Regions from separate parts of the Mus musculus genome. Here region 2 is linked to region 1. Evidence: chromatin contacts called from public Hi-C data. All regions are on one chromosome and are shown on one strand. Each heading gives the region's core, a stretch centred on a gene start, on an enhancer-like site or on the middle of the called end of the contact. The rest is flanking DNA. Distances are from core to core; before and after follow the strand shown.

The links. A called contact is a pair of places that touch in the nucleus more often than the background predicts.
Region 2: a Hi-C map of nephron progenitors shows a contact between it and region 1, with 2.7 times the contacts expected there. The contact joins the promoter of Nsun7 here to the promoter of Rbm47 in region 1. A contact is called at or near these places in 1 of 39 promoter capture datasets (liver), 1 of 484 Hi-C or Micro-C datasets (nephron progenitors), 1 of 115 datasets of contacts at active chromatin or transcription factors (effector CD8 T cells) and 1 of 9 other capture datasets (adipose tissue).

The regions. Positions count from the first base shown.
Region 1 is chr5:66,148,332-66,155,777 of GRCm38.p6, forward strand. It overlaps Rbm47 (RNA binding motif protein 47), which reads right to left and starts at 3,623. Exons shown (of 8, transcript NM_001127382.2): 1 at 3,524-3,623; 2 at 3,208-3,370. It overlaps Gm26725 (a long non-coding RNA gene), which reads left to right and starts at 2,673. Exons shown (of 5, transcript XR_001785070.2): 1 at 2,673-3,142; 2 at 4,641-4,687.
Region 2 is chr5:66,255,373-66,262,818 of GRCm38.p6, forward strand. Nsun7 (NOL1/NOP2/Sun domain family, member 7) reads left to right here and starts at 4,526. Exons shown (of 13, transcript NM_001302833.1): 1 at 4,526-4,949; 2 at 5,469-5,872. The coding sequence starts at 5,557.

The DNA.
Region 1 (7,446 bases), core at 2,373-4,872:
TAATTTTAAATCCTAGACAGTTCTGAAAGGCAATAAGGGACAGAAAAAGCAGTCTGTTTAAGAATTTGGATTTCAAAACAAAGCATTTGCTAGCACTTACACAGTTGTTAAGTCCAGCTACTCAGAAAACCTAGTGTAGCAGGAGGTTCACAGGTTTTAGGCCAGCCTAGACGATGTCAATAAATATGATGACACTGGGAGTTCTGGGAGTGTAGTGACAAGGCACTCGCCTAGCAGGATCTATCTTCGCCCTGAGTTTAATCCCTAGGCAGGGACAGATGACAGCACTCTCCTCTGTGGCACTGGAGCTCGCTTGAACCCAGCACTACAAACACTGAAGACATAGTGCATCCTATCCAGTCAGATAAAGGTAGTCAGGAGGCTTTGCTACGCCAGCCTGTCTTCCTTTAAAGTGAATCATGAAGCTGGCACAAATGAAATTTTTGATTCTCCGTTCTCCCAGGATGTTGCTCCCTGCAAAGTTAGAGGCCTCCAGCGTCTCCATCAGAACAAGGGGAAGGTCAAGGTGGACATGAAAAATACCCAGGCTATCCCTCCCCTCTTCCTCCAGTTTCCCTCAGACAGCTGTGTTTTGTGGGCACCACCCCCGAAGTCATCACATAGGGTCCTGAGGGAGTACTGTGTAACTGAATGGCAGCCTGAACCCCACAAAATGCTACCTTCTCCTTTTGGCTGAGGGCTTTGGTCCATCTAGAGGCTGTGTTCCCTACTGGCAACTTTTGCCAGTTGGCTGTGGCTTCTGCAATTCTCAGTCTCAAACACTTCTGATCTAATGACCACCGTTTGGTGATCAAAACTTCTACCCCTGCAGGTTGTTCCACCCTTTGTGTTCCTTAGTCTGACTCCACAGTAAGACTCTCACTTACCATTCAGTTACTATCTATCTATCTTGTGTGTTTGTTTGTTTTTTGTTTTGGCAAAGTCTCAGTGTGCAGCCCTTTGCTGGCCTGGAACTTGCCTTGTGGACCAGGCTGGCCTTGAACTCCTCCTCCCCTCCCTTTGGTTCCTCCTATCCTACCTTTCAAGGACTGGAGTTAAAGGTATGAGCCACCAAACCCAGCTTTCCAGTTGCCCTGGACCCTCCAATCCCCTGCTTTGGCCTTTTACTTGTAGATTAAAAGGCACGTTCCACCTTGCCTGACCTAAGCCTGAGTTTTTAATTAACTGATTGATTAATTAATTAATTAAGTCCATGGACGACTTAGAGGATTGTTTTCTCCTTCCACCACGGTGAGGGAAGGCTAGAACTCAGGTCCTCAAGTTTGGTGGCCAGCCACCTCAGCAGCTTGAAGAACAGTTTTGATTTGCAGTCCTCCTAAGGAAACTCCTAAGTGAGTCACTATCACACAAACCGGAGGGGAGAAAAGTTCGACTTTTAGCTCCCATAAGTAATGGAGAAAATAAAAGCAAGTCAAAAATAGCTTGTAAGTACCTAGAGAATATCTTTTCATCAGTTTGATAAGACTTAATAAGGAAGCCACATCCCTAAGTGCCTTAGGACAGTCTTAGAGTGTTGTCAACTTTTACCTAATTAAAACAGAGAGTCCTTTATCTGAAATTTTCCATTTCCATTCATTTTGACTGATTTCTTAGCCACCCAGTGACTGCAGGCATATCAGATGTTATATTTGGTAGACTCTACTCTTGTCTCCAGATTGAATTCTCCGCTGGAAACAACAACTAAGCTTCCCCGAGGGTGGCCTTCAGAGATAAATGTCTGCAGGAAGCCCCCCCCCCCCCCCCCCCCCCCGCTCTGCTCCAGTTAACACTCAAGCGAGACGCCCGTCACCAAAAACTCCGAAATCTCAAGCTAATAATCCGCATCTAGTCACCTGTGCCTCAAAAAAGACCAATTACGTTTTTTTCAACTATACACACACACACACACACACACACACACACACACACGGAAAAAGACTCAAGTCTGCAGGAAACAAGATGCGGCTGACCATAGGATTATCTGCTCTCCAAAAGCTGAAGCTTTAAAAAAAAAAATCTTTTTATAAACCCTTTAACTTCCCACTAAAGAAGGAAGACGATCAAATGAGAGATTAATACTAAGGGGGAAAGAAATAGAGAGAGAAAGATGTTGTTTGTTTGTTTTTTCCCAAAAGTCAGGACTCTATGGGGACAGTAGTCAGAACTGCCAAAAGTCCACCTTACCTTCCGTAAGTACTTGGCGTCGCTCACTTCAGAAATTAATACCATTCACAGCCCGGTAGCAATCTACAAGGCTAGGAAGTCACCTACAACATCTTCGCTGGCCGCACACTTTTAAATAGAAAACTAAATTAAAGAGTCTCCAAACTACTTCCCACCGTGCGGCTTAAAGCAACAGATCAGATCGCTCTAGGCTTTAACTCTTCCCGGGTTCTGGGAATTCCAGTTTGTCACAATTTCTTAGCCTGAGTGACCTGCGGTAAGAAACGTCTTCCCGGCCCAGAGCCTGGCTTCTCCGGGTCCGGGCGCTCGGCGGCCGGCTGGGCTGGGTCGTACGAGCCGGCTGCGGTGCGGCTGTGGCCCGGGCGGAGCGGCACAGGGTCGGATCCCGCGGAGCGCGGCGGAGTCCGGCTGCAATCGGTGCCTCTGCAATCCCTGCTCTTCCCGGTTCCCTCCCTCCGCCTCCTGCCCTCCCCCAGACGAGGCCATTCGCCTCACAGTAGCAAGGTTGTCTCGTATACTCCCTTCCCTTAAACTCACCAAACCAGATTTTTACTCCCAACACCGGCAACTTCCCGTAAATCTGCACTGAAATTTTATCCTGCTCGCTGAGCCTCCGCTGGCCGAAGGCCAGTGCAACATTCCTGTTGTTTTAGAAGCGCGGATACCTTAGCTGAAGGTTTAAAAAAAAAAAAAAATCATATCGGACTGGCCCCGATGCGGAGGATTTACGAACTTTGGCCGCTCAAAAAGTCACATCCATTTCAGACATTCAGAAGGGACCCCAGAAGTGGCACCTGCCCCACCTGGGGACATCTAGAAGAGTGGCTTCCGGCCGCCTATGGCTGTTTAGAGTAAGCCACCCTGAGCCTGCACCAAGGACTAAGGACCCTGCGCCTGACTCCCGGGGTGAGCAGTGCCACCGCCCCCGGCCTTGCGGGGCAGGAAGGCGCTGGAGCAGGTAGGGCGGCAGACGAGCCCCGCCGCGGGCCTGCAGGAAGCCAGGACCTCCTGGGCTGTTCTTACCTGAGGCTGAGCATAGCTCGGAGAGCACAGGCAGGCACGTCACGGGGGGCCGGAGCTCTGACCTTTGCCGGAGCCTTCACAGCAGGGCCTGGGGCCTGGGCGCCGCTGCTCGTTCAAAGTGGCTCATTCTGAATGCGCTCTGACCTAGTGTTACAGCTGGTTTCTAGAAAGGGAACAAAAACAGTGCAAGGAGAAACCTCAGCCAAGCCCTCCTTTAACCTTGCCTCTGATCACAGGGGAACTAAGTCTGACCCCCATCCCCACTCCCAGGAAACCCACCCTAGGGCCGCGGCCCCCGCCCCACCCCTCGGGTTACCTGTTTATACAAGAATTAAGGAGCCTCCCGCATTTCAATGGAGCGCTAAGCCTGTTTGCAGCGCGGAAACAGCCAACAGGAATCGAATTCTGTGACTAAACAAACTAGAAGAGGAAGCGGGCACCACAAGGAACCTAAAGTTGTGATTTCGGGTTGCAATGTCATGCAACTGAAAAAAAAAATACTGTTTCACAGTAGGCTACTTTAATTAAAAGAAGGACCCAAAACTACCCCCCCCATCTAGTTAAATGGAAGCTGATAGAATATCGGCATATAGCGTTAGCCACTGTTGTTAGTGATACTATTATTATGTATAATCCGCCCCCCCCCCGTAGAAAAACGTGCAATGGATGTTAGAAGGAGGCTCCAGACCCAACTCTGCCCTCACTATCTGTGAGCAAGTTAATTACCCTCCAGCTCTGAGTTTCTGGAAGATTCTAAGGATGGGAGTTTTGCTTTCACTGTGGACAGTTTCAAGGAGAAGGAAAGACGAAGTCTTTGTGAAGGGGTGTGCAACTGATTTTCGACTCGTGTACAAGTTTCAAGGGAAGTGGAGAGAAGTTGGCCCTGCCTTCCATGAAGTGCAAATCCAACGTCTGTGTCACGCGCGTAATTCTGACTCAGATTTAGGCACTAGACCTGACCTGCCACCCTGCAAGTTACTCCATAGGTTAAAAGTCAGTGCTAGCGGGGCGGTGGTGAGCACGCCTTTAATCCCAATCCCAGCACTTGGGAGGCAGAGGCAGGCAGATTTCTGATTTCGAGGCCAGCCTGGTCTACAGAGTGAGTTCCGGGACAGCCAGGGCTACACAGAGAAACCCTGTCTCAAAAAAAAAAAAAAAACAAAAACAAAAACAAAACAAAACAAAACAAAAACAAAAAGTCAGTGCTAGATAACAGTGAACCATGCAGTTTGAAGATCTGTGAATGTGGGGCGTGTGGGGTGTGGTGGAGGCTTTGAAAACTCATAGATATCATCCATAGTAATAGTGGAGGGTAGAGGGGGTATTTATGTTCCTTTTAACTTGACATATAAATGAAGAAATCCTAATCTCTTTATATTGAGGTCTTTCTTACTCAGGAACCCTTTCACCCATTTCCTTAATCTGATCCTCAGGTCTGCCTCAGGTCTGGAGGTGAAGACACTGTCCGTACAGAGGTTAGGTAAGCAGGCCAACTTTCCCGAGTGCCGACCTTTCCAGTCTAATCGAAAAGTCAGATCTTACCACCATTAGTAAAAGTAATTCCTGAAGCCAGCCAGGAATTCTGAAGTTCTCCATCCTTTTGATCTTCGATCTTTTATCTTTTAGGCAGCAAAAGTCAAGCCAGGCCAGTTTAACCATGTTCTGAATTCAGAATCAAGACTTTGTCGATAGGTGCACACATGTACTGAGAATCGCAGACTGTAGAAAACTCCCAGTTCCGAACTGTTCTAGGGGTTGATACAGTTAGTTAGCCACCAAGACTCCGCAGCTGTAAAAAAGGCTTCGAAACCAGTTTCCAAGAGACTTTCTGAGCTACAGGAGGCACAGCTCTGTGCTTCAAGATAGGTTTTTCCATAGGAAGCTCTGGGCCCAGCCTTGAGATGAGAGGACCACAGAGATTAGAGCAACGGGGTCTGTTAAAGTCAGCAACAAAGTCAACAGCGAAGAAAGGGAGGGAAGGAGAGGAAGGGAGGGAAGATGAAAGAGGTGCAGCTCAGTTGTTGAGCCTTGGCCTCGAATGAATGCAAATGTGTAGAAGCCCTGTGATGTAGTGCTAGCTGCACCTGGGAACTGAGCCCCTGAGAAAGGCACAGGCTCCAGGAAGCAAGTCTTCCTGTGTGCTTCCGAGTCTGCTCCTTTGCCTCAAGTGCTCAACTGCTGCCTGCACTTTTCCTGTCTGCTCATTGATACAGTAAACTGCTGTGCTATTGTGGCTCGTTTGCATAACACTGTAGCACCGCATCCCAGGCTGTTGTGTGAACTTGCTATCCTCCTGCTTCAGTTCCCAGTGATGGGATTGCACACACACACACACACACACACACACACACGCACGCACGCACGCACGCACGCACGCACGCACGCACGCACGCACGCACTGATACACCCAGCTTCCAAGTGAGTATGATTCTTTTGTGAGTTGGTTTTTAGGAAGTGTAAAAGGGGTGAAAGGGGGATTAAGACAAGATTCCATATAGCCCAGGCTGGTCAAGTAAAACATGTGATTATTTTCCCTACTTTCTACTCCTCTCCCTATAAGTATGGCAAAGATAACTCAGATTTTTTTTTAGAGACTGCATTGCACCAATGGCACCCAGGCTGCTCTTGAACATAAGTGCTTAAGCTACCTTCCTGCTCCAGTGCAACCACACCTGGCTAAATAAACTTTTTAAATGGCAGGTGATGGATGAGCCTGGTGATGGCTTAGGTACTGTAACCCCAGGACTCGGGAGGCAGAGGCAGGCAGATCTTGGTGAGCTTGAAGCCAGCCTGGTCTACAAGAGCAAGTTCTAAGACAGCCAAAGCTATACAAGGAAAACTGTCTCAAAACCAAAACAACACAATGCAGACTATGGAAAAATAAAACAAGCTTTAGTTATTTCTGTTTTGTGGATGGCCCTCATGCCCACAACATCCTACTCCGAGTCACATTAGCCCTTGAGCCCCATGACTTGGACTTTCTGCCTCTGTCCCATCCTGCCTCTGAGGTAGTGTTCCAGAATCAGTACAAAGAACAGGAAGGTTTGAATCTTGGGCTGGGGAGATGGCTCAGTGGCTAACACTTGTTGCACCCGTGTGGGAACCTGAGTTAGAACACACTGAAACCCATGTGCTTCTGTGGTGACACGGGAGGTAGGAACAGAAGACTCCCTGGAAAGCAAATGGGTCAGCTGGCCTGCCACACACAGTGGCAAACAACAAAGAGAGTCTGTCTCACCTGAGTTGGAAGGCAAGGTCCAACCTCCGGGGTTGTCTCTGACCTCCACACATGCTTGAGCACACACGCACACACACACACATACATGCTCAGTCATACACACATTGTACACATTCACGGAGAGACCTGGTTTCAGTTTAACCTCTGAGATGAATGATGCCACACAAGCTGCTTGGCTGTTCTGAGCTTCAGCTCCCGCATTTGTGAAATAACATCTACTCCTCTGGATTTTTAGGGGTTAAATGCAAGGTGAACTCTCAGCCCGGTTCCTGGCACTTAGAAAATACACGGGAAATACCATTTCCTGTGCATTGGTACCTGGAAAACACCTACCCCAGGCTCTCAAAGAATTGTCTTTCCTATATTTAAATCTTAGTTCAGTGCTGTGCCAAGACGTTCTCATTAAAAGAGGCAAGCCTCAGACCTTTATAAAGAACCACAACACAGTAAGAATTACTCGCATGCGACATTTCCAAAGAAACAATAATTATCAATTATGCTGACCACAACTGTATGGAACTAGATAGATAAGGCACAAATCATTTGCTTTACGCCAGAGCTCAGATTCAAAAACTGAGTTGCCAGGAATTTCTCCAAGTTTCTGATAGGTGAGAGAGGTAGAGTTTTAATGGCTTCTCACTATTCCATGGCTACTGAAGCTATGGCCGCTTTTCCTGCACCCAGTAAAGAAACAGATTAAAGAAGCTAAAAAAGATGGCCTTTGGCCAGGTGTGGTGGCCAATGCCTTTAATCCCAGCACTCTGGAGGCTGAGGCAGGAGAAGGCTTTGTCGTTCAAGACTGACCCGGTCTACCTACACAGCAAGCTCCAGAACAGCCAACGTGACGTAGTGAGTCCCCTCTCTGGTGTATTAAAATATCTACTTCTCCAACCTCACCTTTCTGCCGACGGCAGTTCCTGTCTGCTCATTATAAGGATAGAATAGCAATGCATGCACACTCACAGACACAGAAAGACAGAGGTTTCTTTTTTTTTTTTTTT
Region 2 (7,446 bases), core at 3,276-5,775, 110 kb after region 1:
GACCATACACTTTGCTGTGAGACTGATGACTGCAGACGCACAGTGGGGAGACACATAGAAGGCTTCTGTGACCATGCCTATACATACCCCGCTCACCCCCTCCAAAAAGAAACAGCTTAGATGAGAAGCCATGAAAGAGAACGCTGAAAAATTATAAGGATGCTGAAGTGTAGCTCTCCACAATTCATGACTTCTGATGGGGGTGGGGGTTGGGGGGGTGGGAAGAAATCAGTGTTATTTAAAGGTATGGCCACTGGGAGTTTGCCCATGCTCCAGTGAGTAGACGGGCAACACAAATGTGGCCTGCTCCTCCTCTTCCTCTTCCTCTTCTTCTTTCTTCTTTTTTTCTTTCTTCTTTCTTCTTTCTTCTTTCTTCTTCTTCTTCTTCTTCTTCTTCTTCTTCTTCTTCTTCCTCTTCCTCTTCCTCTTCCTCTTCCTCTTCCTCTTCTTCTTCTTCTTCTTCTTCTTCTTCTCCTTCTTCTTCTTCTCCCCTCCTCCTCCTTCTGCTCCTCCTCCTCTTCTTTTGTGGGGAGGAGATCACAAAGGTAGAAGGAAAGACCTAGGAGGACTGGGAAGTGAGTGTGATTGCTGTGCATTATGTGAAATTCCCAAATAATAAAAATCTTATGTTGGAAAAAAACAAATAATGCTATTTTCAAGAATCAATAGTAAGTTGAGGCCCAGTGTTTAAGATGACCCATTTAAGCCCCTTGCATCTCACATTCCTCCTGCCTTCCATAGCAATCACCAGGGGAACTGGACATAGCTTTCTTCTTTTTAAATGGGTTTTGTTTTGTTTTGGTTTGGTTTTGGTTTTTTGAGACAGGGTTTCTCTGTATAGTCCTGGCTGTCCTGGAACTCACTCTGTAGACCAGGCTGGCCTCAAACACAGAAATCTGCCTGCCTCTGCCTCCCGAGTGCTGGGATTAAAGGCGTGTGCCACCACGCCCGGCTTCTTTTTAAATATTTTTAAACTTTATTCTGTGTGCATGTGTGTTTTGCTTGTATGTATATCTGTATGAGGGAGTCAGATCCCCTGGAACTGGAGTTACAGACAATTGAGAGCTGCCATGTAGGTGCTGGGAATTGAACCTGGGTCTTCTGGAAGAGCAGCCAGTGCTCTTAACCACTAAGCCATCTCTCCAGCTCCTGGACATAGTTTTCTATGTCCACATTAAATTTAAATAACCAAATATTACATGGATAATTTACACTAGAACTCTCAGTCTACTTATATCTTTTTAGAGTTTACTTATTACATGTAAGTACTGTATTACATGTAACTGTCTTCAGACACACCTGAAGACAGCATCTGATCTCATAACAGAGAGTTGTGAGCCACCGTGTGGTTGCTGGGATTTGAACTCAGGACCTCTGGAAGAGCAGTCAGTGCTCTTAACCTCTGAGCCATCTCTCTAGCCCCCTAGTACTCTCAGTCAATATTTCAAATATTCTACCTCCTGAGGGAAACCATTCTTTAGGTTCCTTTAACAGGCAGAAAGCCCTAGCTGTCTAATTCTGAATTCTGTATCATCTCCATCTTAATGTTCTGATCATGTTACAGAGTGTAATTTAGACAAAGACTACCTGTTTTTATTATACAACTTTCACCACAACTGAATGCATAGACTTATTGCTATGGTTACCTGTTTGTGCTGTACACTGAAATTTAATATGTTTTTTCTGTAGCCTTCACTTCCAGTACAGCAAGATCACAATGAGGCCGTAAGCCAGAAGAGCTAAGGAAGCAAGCTTAAAATCCCTTACACACATGATTAAAATAACTAGTAACCATGACTTTACTAACACAGCTGCCTGCCTAAGTTCTGCTTAAGGAGTATGGCTTTTCTTAGTCAATATCATTTTCAGTACAGCCAAGAGCCACATATTGAACAAGTGTATAAAAAGAAGTTCCTCAAACAATAGTCCGAAAGACAATACTTAAAACTTTATAGCTATCTAGCATCTCACATCCCCTGCAGATTAGACTGTACACTGTGTAGTAGATACACAGTAAAACATATCCTGACCTCCAAGCGGCCTTCCATATTTGTTATCTCTGTGACCGTAGCATTCTTGCTCAGCATCTTAGAAAAAGAGAGGTGTGTGATAAAATGAAGATAAAGATCTAGCAGAACTCAAAACAACCCTGAGATTCCACCTTACACAAGTCAGAATGGCTAAGATCAAAAATTCAGGTGACAGCAGATGCTGTCGAGGATGTGGAGAAAGAGGAACACTCCTCCATTGCTGGTGGAATTGCAAGCTGGTACAACCACTCTGGAAATCAGTCTGGCGGTTCCTCAGAAAATTGGGCATAGTACTACCGGAGGATCCAGCAATATCTCTCCTGGGAATATATCCAGAAGATGTTCTAACTGGTAATAAGAACACATGCTCCACTATGTTTATAGCAGCTTTATTTATAATAGCCAGAAGCTGGAGAGAACCCAGTTGTCCCTCATCAGAGGAATGGATACAGAAAATGTGGTACATTTACACAATGGAGTACTACTCAGCTATTAAAAACAATGAATTTATGAAATTCCTAGGCAAATGGATGGATCTGGAGGGTATCATCCTGCGTGAGGTAACCCAATCACAAAAGAACTCACATGATATGCACTCACTGATAAGTGGATTTTAGCCCAGAAACTTAGAATACCCAAGATACAACTTGCAAAACACATGAAACTCAAGAAGAAAGAAGAGCAAAGTGTGGACAATTTGCCCCTTCTTAGAATTGGGAACAAAACACCCATGGAAGGAGTTACAGAGTCAAAGTTTGGAGCTGAGACGAAAGGATGGACCATCCAGACACTGCCCCACCTGGGGGTCCATCCCATAATCAGCCACCAAACACAGACACTATTGCATATGCCAGCAAGATTTTGCTGAAGGGACCCTGATATAGCTGTCTCTTGTGAGGCTAAGCCAATCCCTGGCAAACATAGAAGTGGATGCTCACAGTCAGCTATTGGATGGAACACAGGGCCTTCAATGGAGGAGCTAGAGAAAGTACCCAAGGAGCTAAAGGGATCTGCAACCCTATAGGTGAAACAACAATATGAACTAATCAGTACTCCCAGAGCTCGTGTCTCTAGCTGCATATGTAGCAGAAGATGGCCTAGTTGGCCATCATTGGGAAGAGAGGCCCCTTGGTATTGCAAACTTTATATCCCCAGTACAGGGGAAACACCAGGGCCAAGAAGTGGGAGTGAGTGAGTAGGGGAGCGGGGTGGGGGTGGGGGCCGTGGCGGTGGGGGTTGGGAGTAGGGTATAGGGGACTTTCAGGATAGCATTTGAAATGTAAATGAAGTAAATACCTAATTAAAAATGGAGGAAAAAAAAGGTCTAGCAGAACTATTTTAGAGTGTGTGTTTTATATCTGGAAAGAATAGAGAAGGTCAATCAATATAGGTATGTACACAGATATAGGTATGTACACAGATATCAATAATGAAAAAATGAAGGCTGCCAAGATCTGAGTTCCCCAACTGTCACAGTTGTGATGGCAGGTCCCTGGTCCTGTTTGGTTTCTGCTTTCAGTTCTGAACACAATGGCAAACAGAAAGTAAGATTTAATAAACACTTGCTCAAATCAGGGGGAAGAGGTATGCATATAACAGGACAACGCCTTTCTGTCATTATGAATCCCCCCCCCCCCACACCCAGCTTACAGGAATTCCCTTGAGTTTTAGTTGGATGCATTCCCCAGCCTTTGTTATTAAGCATGTTCTGTGACTAATTCTGGAGTGGAAACCAAGCAAAATGATGTGTGCATCTTTCCAGCCCTGTCCTTGGAAGGCATGGGCATGTTGTCTTCCTCCCCCTTCTGCCTACAAGTGGACTCGGGATGAGCAACAGGGGCCACCTACCAGAAACCTTGCCTTTCTCAAAGATTTACTGAGTTGGTAAGATACTGCTAGCAGATGCATGAGTCCTCCATACCATGGCCTTTGGGCTAATTGCACAGGGATACAGGGATTACAAAATTTAAAGAGAGAGAGAGAGAGAGAGAGAGAGAGAGAGAGAGAGAGAGAGAGAGAGAGAAGAGAAGAGGAAAAGAAAAGAAGAGAAAAGAAAGGAAAAGAAAAGAAAGGAAAAGAAAAGAAAAGAAAAGAAAAGAAAAGAAAAGAAAAGAAAAGAAAAGAAAAGAAAAGAAAAGAAAAGCGAATTTTTGAGTCTCATGCCTAGACTCAGAATCCCTGATGATGGGTCCAGCCATCTCCATTTTAACGGGCTTCAGGTGCCTGAGAGTTAAACCGCCGGAACTACTTCACCTACTTCAATCTCTAAGTGTTTAAAGAAGGAGACCAAGCCAGAATGCTCAGGAACCCTGGCCTGAGCTTCCAAGTGGGGCTGAACGGCTGCCAACTGCCCACAGGAGTACAAGAAACTGGTGAAGAGTCACCCCTACCAGTTCCCACTGGGAAAGCCTGGCGCAGAGCCCTTCCCCCGCCCCCTCCCGTTGCCATGGAGATCCGGGCACCCTGAGGGACCCGATTTCCGCATCCAGGGTTCAGTGTGGACCCAGCTCCTTGCTCCTTGCTGCCTTACCCACTAGGGCTGCCTCACGAGCTCCGGGACGGTCACGAGAAGTGTCCCCTTAGGGACCCAGAGCTCCGCTTTCTTTCAGGGACCCGGAGAGAGCCGAGAGCTCGGCCTGAGCAGTGTCCCCGGAGCGCGAGGGCGAGCCCCGAGGAGGCAGCGTCTCCCTCAGGGACCCTGGACGTAGCTGGCGCGGGCGCCGAGCGCTTTCCCCCGGCCGAACCCGGTGGGTGGTGTGGCTGCACTTAAACCAAACGGCCTCCGCGGGCCGCGGCTTCCCGGGGCTCCCGAGGGCCTGTTACCTCCTCCATCGCCCCAAGTGCAGAGGCTGCCGCGTCTTCAGCCCCAGAGCCCCGGAAAACATCCCAACCCCAGAGAAGGGCGGATTCGCGGAGAAGGTGATAGGACCTTTACTCCCTGGGATGCCGGGATGCTTAGGGGGACCTAGTGGGTCTGTCCTTAATGGGCTGTGACAAAGGGTGCTGGTGGTGGTGATGCTGGTGGTTGTGGTGGTGAGGTTCTCCAGCTGTCTCCCCCCCTCCCCCCACCCCCTGTGCAAGTTTTCATTGCAGTTGGAAGTATGGGATGTTCCGATGGGCTAGTACATGTCATGTCTCTAAGGTCACAAAAAAAGGGGACATCAAGCCAGGCGGTGGTGGCGCATGCCTTTAATCCAAGCACTTAGGAGGCAGAGGCAGGCAGATTTCTGAGTTCAAGGCCAGCCTGGGCTACAGAGTGAGTTCCAGGACAGCCAGGGCTACAAAGAGAAACCCTGTCTCGAAAAGAGAGAGAGAGAGAGAGAGAGAGAGAGAGAGAGAGAGAGAGAGAGAGAGAGAGAGAGAGAGAGAGAGAGAGAGAGAATTAAGATAGGTGCTGTAGATACAGAGATTTACTAAGATAACCTTCTCTTTTCTCAGAGACGATGCTTAAGACTACAAGGATAGAGATCTCCCTGGACCACATGATTTGAACTTGAAGCTTGAGTTATTGACATCAGGGGCAAACATGCTGGACCCAACGAGTGAAAGGGACCTTTTTGACCAAGAAAACATGGAGGAGATCTCCCAACTCGCTTCCCTGGAGATGTCGGGGGATGTAGTCGCCAATACAAACTCTTCAACCGTCGTCCTAGAAAAACCCAGCTACCCAGACTCCGTGTACGTTACGGCAGCGAACATTTTTCAGGGTATTCGGATCCAAAGGTCGCCAGACAAAGTCATAATAAATTACGGAAGTGAACCCCTGCAGCCCTCCTCCTCCCGCTCCGAGGATGAATCTTTCCAGCGCTTGTCCTATGAGTTGGCTTTCAGTACCCTGAAGTGTAAGTAATAGCAGTTCCTAAAGAGCAGCGCTAAAAGAAAATGGAAAAGCCAGGCACGGTGGCTTATACGTAGTACAAGGCCAACCTGGGCCACAAAGTGAGATTCTGTTTCAGGAGGCGGGGGTGGGGGGTTGGGGGTAGGGTGGAGGGTGGGAGTGGGAATTAATGGAATGCAGCCTAGCTCCTCAAACATATGTGTATCACAACAGTCTAAAAATGAAGGCGTCCTAAGGGGGACTAGAGAATTCGACTGCATTTGCCCTTAGATAGGTATAGTGGGGTCGTTAAAAAGAGCAGGAGCCGACATGGTTGTATAGGCCTGTACTCCCAGCGGCTGAGCCTTGAGGATTTGGAGTTCCAAGCCAGGATGGGCTATAGAGCCAGGCCCTTCTCAAAAAGAAAAAGAAAAGAACAAACAGCAAAGAAACCAGGGAACAAGTCCATGAATGGGAAGAGGGGGCGCTTCCCTTGCTCATCCCCTCTCCCTCTATGTAGCTCCACCGAGTTCGTGTGTGTGTGCTTGCACCTTGTGTTTTATGTTCACGAGGTGTGACAGCGCCAAGGGAGACAGCAGAGAGACAGAAGAAGAAAAGCATAATCTTTAAACAGTAAATACCTCAACTGAGTCAACCCGAAAAGGGTTATTCAATTCTTAGCCAATAGCTTTAATTTGGAGTGCCAAGTGTAAATAGGATTCTCCTTTCTAATTTGCCTCCAAAGTGCTAGACTCAAATCTCCAGAGCTCCTTCATGGTAGTTAACTGCCAACTCCCAAGTGTAAGGATAACTGTAGATAGGACATAACCAGATATGTCTACTCTGAGCAGAGCTGTCAACGTGTGTGTGTGTGTGTGTGCGTGTGTGTATCTTTGTAGATTTATTTATTTTTATTTTTATTTTTATCTATATGGGTGTCAAGTTTCCTTCACCTGCCCAAAACATAGAATACATCGAATAAAATATAGCTGTTATTTAAATTGATATTTCAGAGTAAGAGTGCTATATAACTTTAGATATCTAAAGTTAGTGCTTCCTGCACCATACGGAAGGCTGCCAGAGGTGACTGTTTCTGCAGAGTCCTGAAGAACAAGTGCAACACTGGCAACATCGTGCACTGTTTTCCTGCACTCGGCCCTGCGACACACATCTTCCACGTCACAAGTCTGTTACATTGATAGAAATTATAGTTTGTCTCCAAAGCTGGTGGCTTAAATATGTATAATGTTTCCCAAAAGATTTTTTTAAGATTTATTTATTATTATATCTAAGTACACTGTAGCTGTCTTCAGACCAGAAGGGGGCTTCAGATCTCATGACAGATGGTTGTGAGCCACCATGTGGTTGCTGGGATTTGAACTCAGGACCTTTTGGAAGAGCAGTCAGGGCTCTTAACCACTGAGCCATCTCTCCAGCGCCCCCTCCCCCGCAAATATTTCCTATGAGAATTGTAGTCTCCACTTCAAAATTTGTCTTCTTTGGCTTTCTCATTTTCCAAATAAAGATTGAAATCCAGCATCTACAATATCACTAAGTTTTGTTTCTCATGAATGGTGAATGGATTAAAGTTAGGGCTTA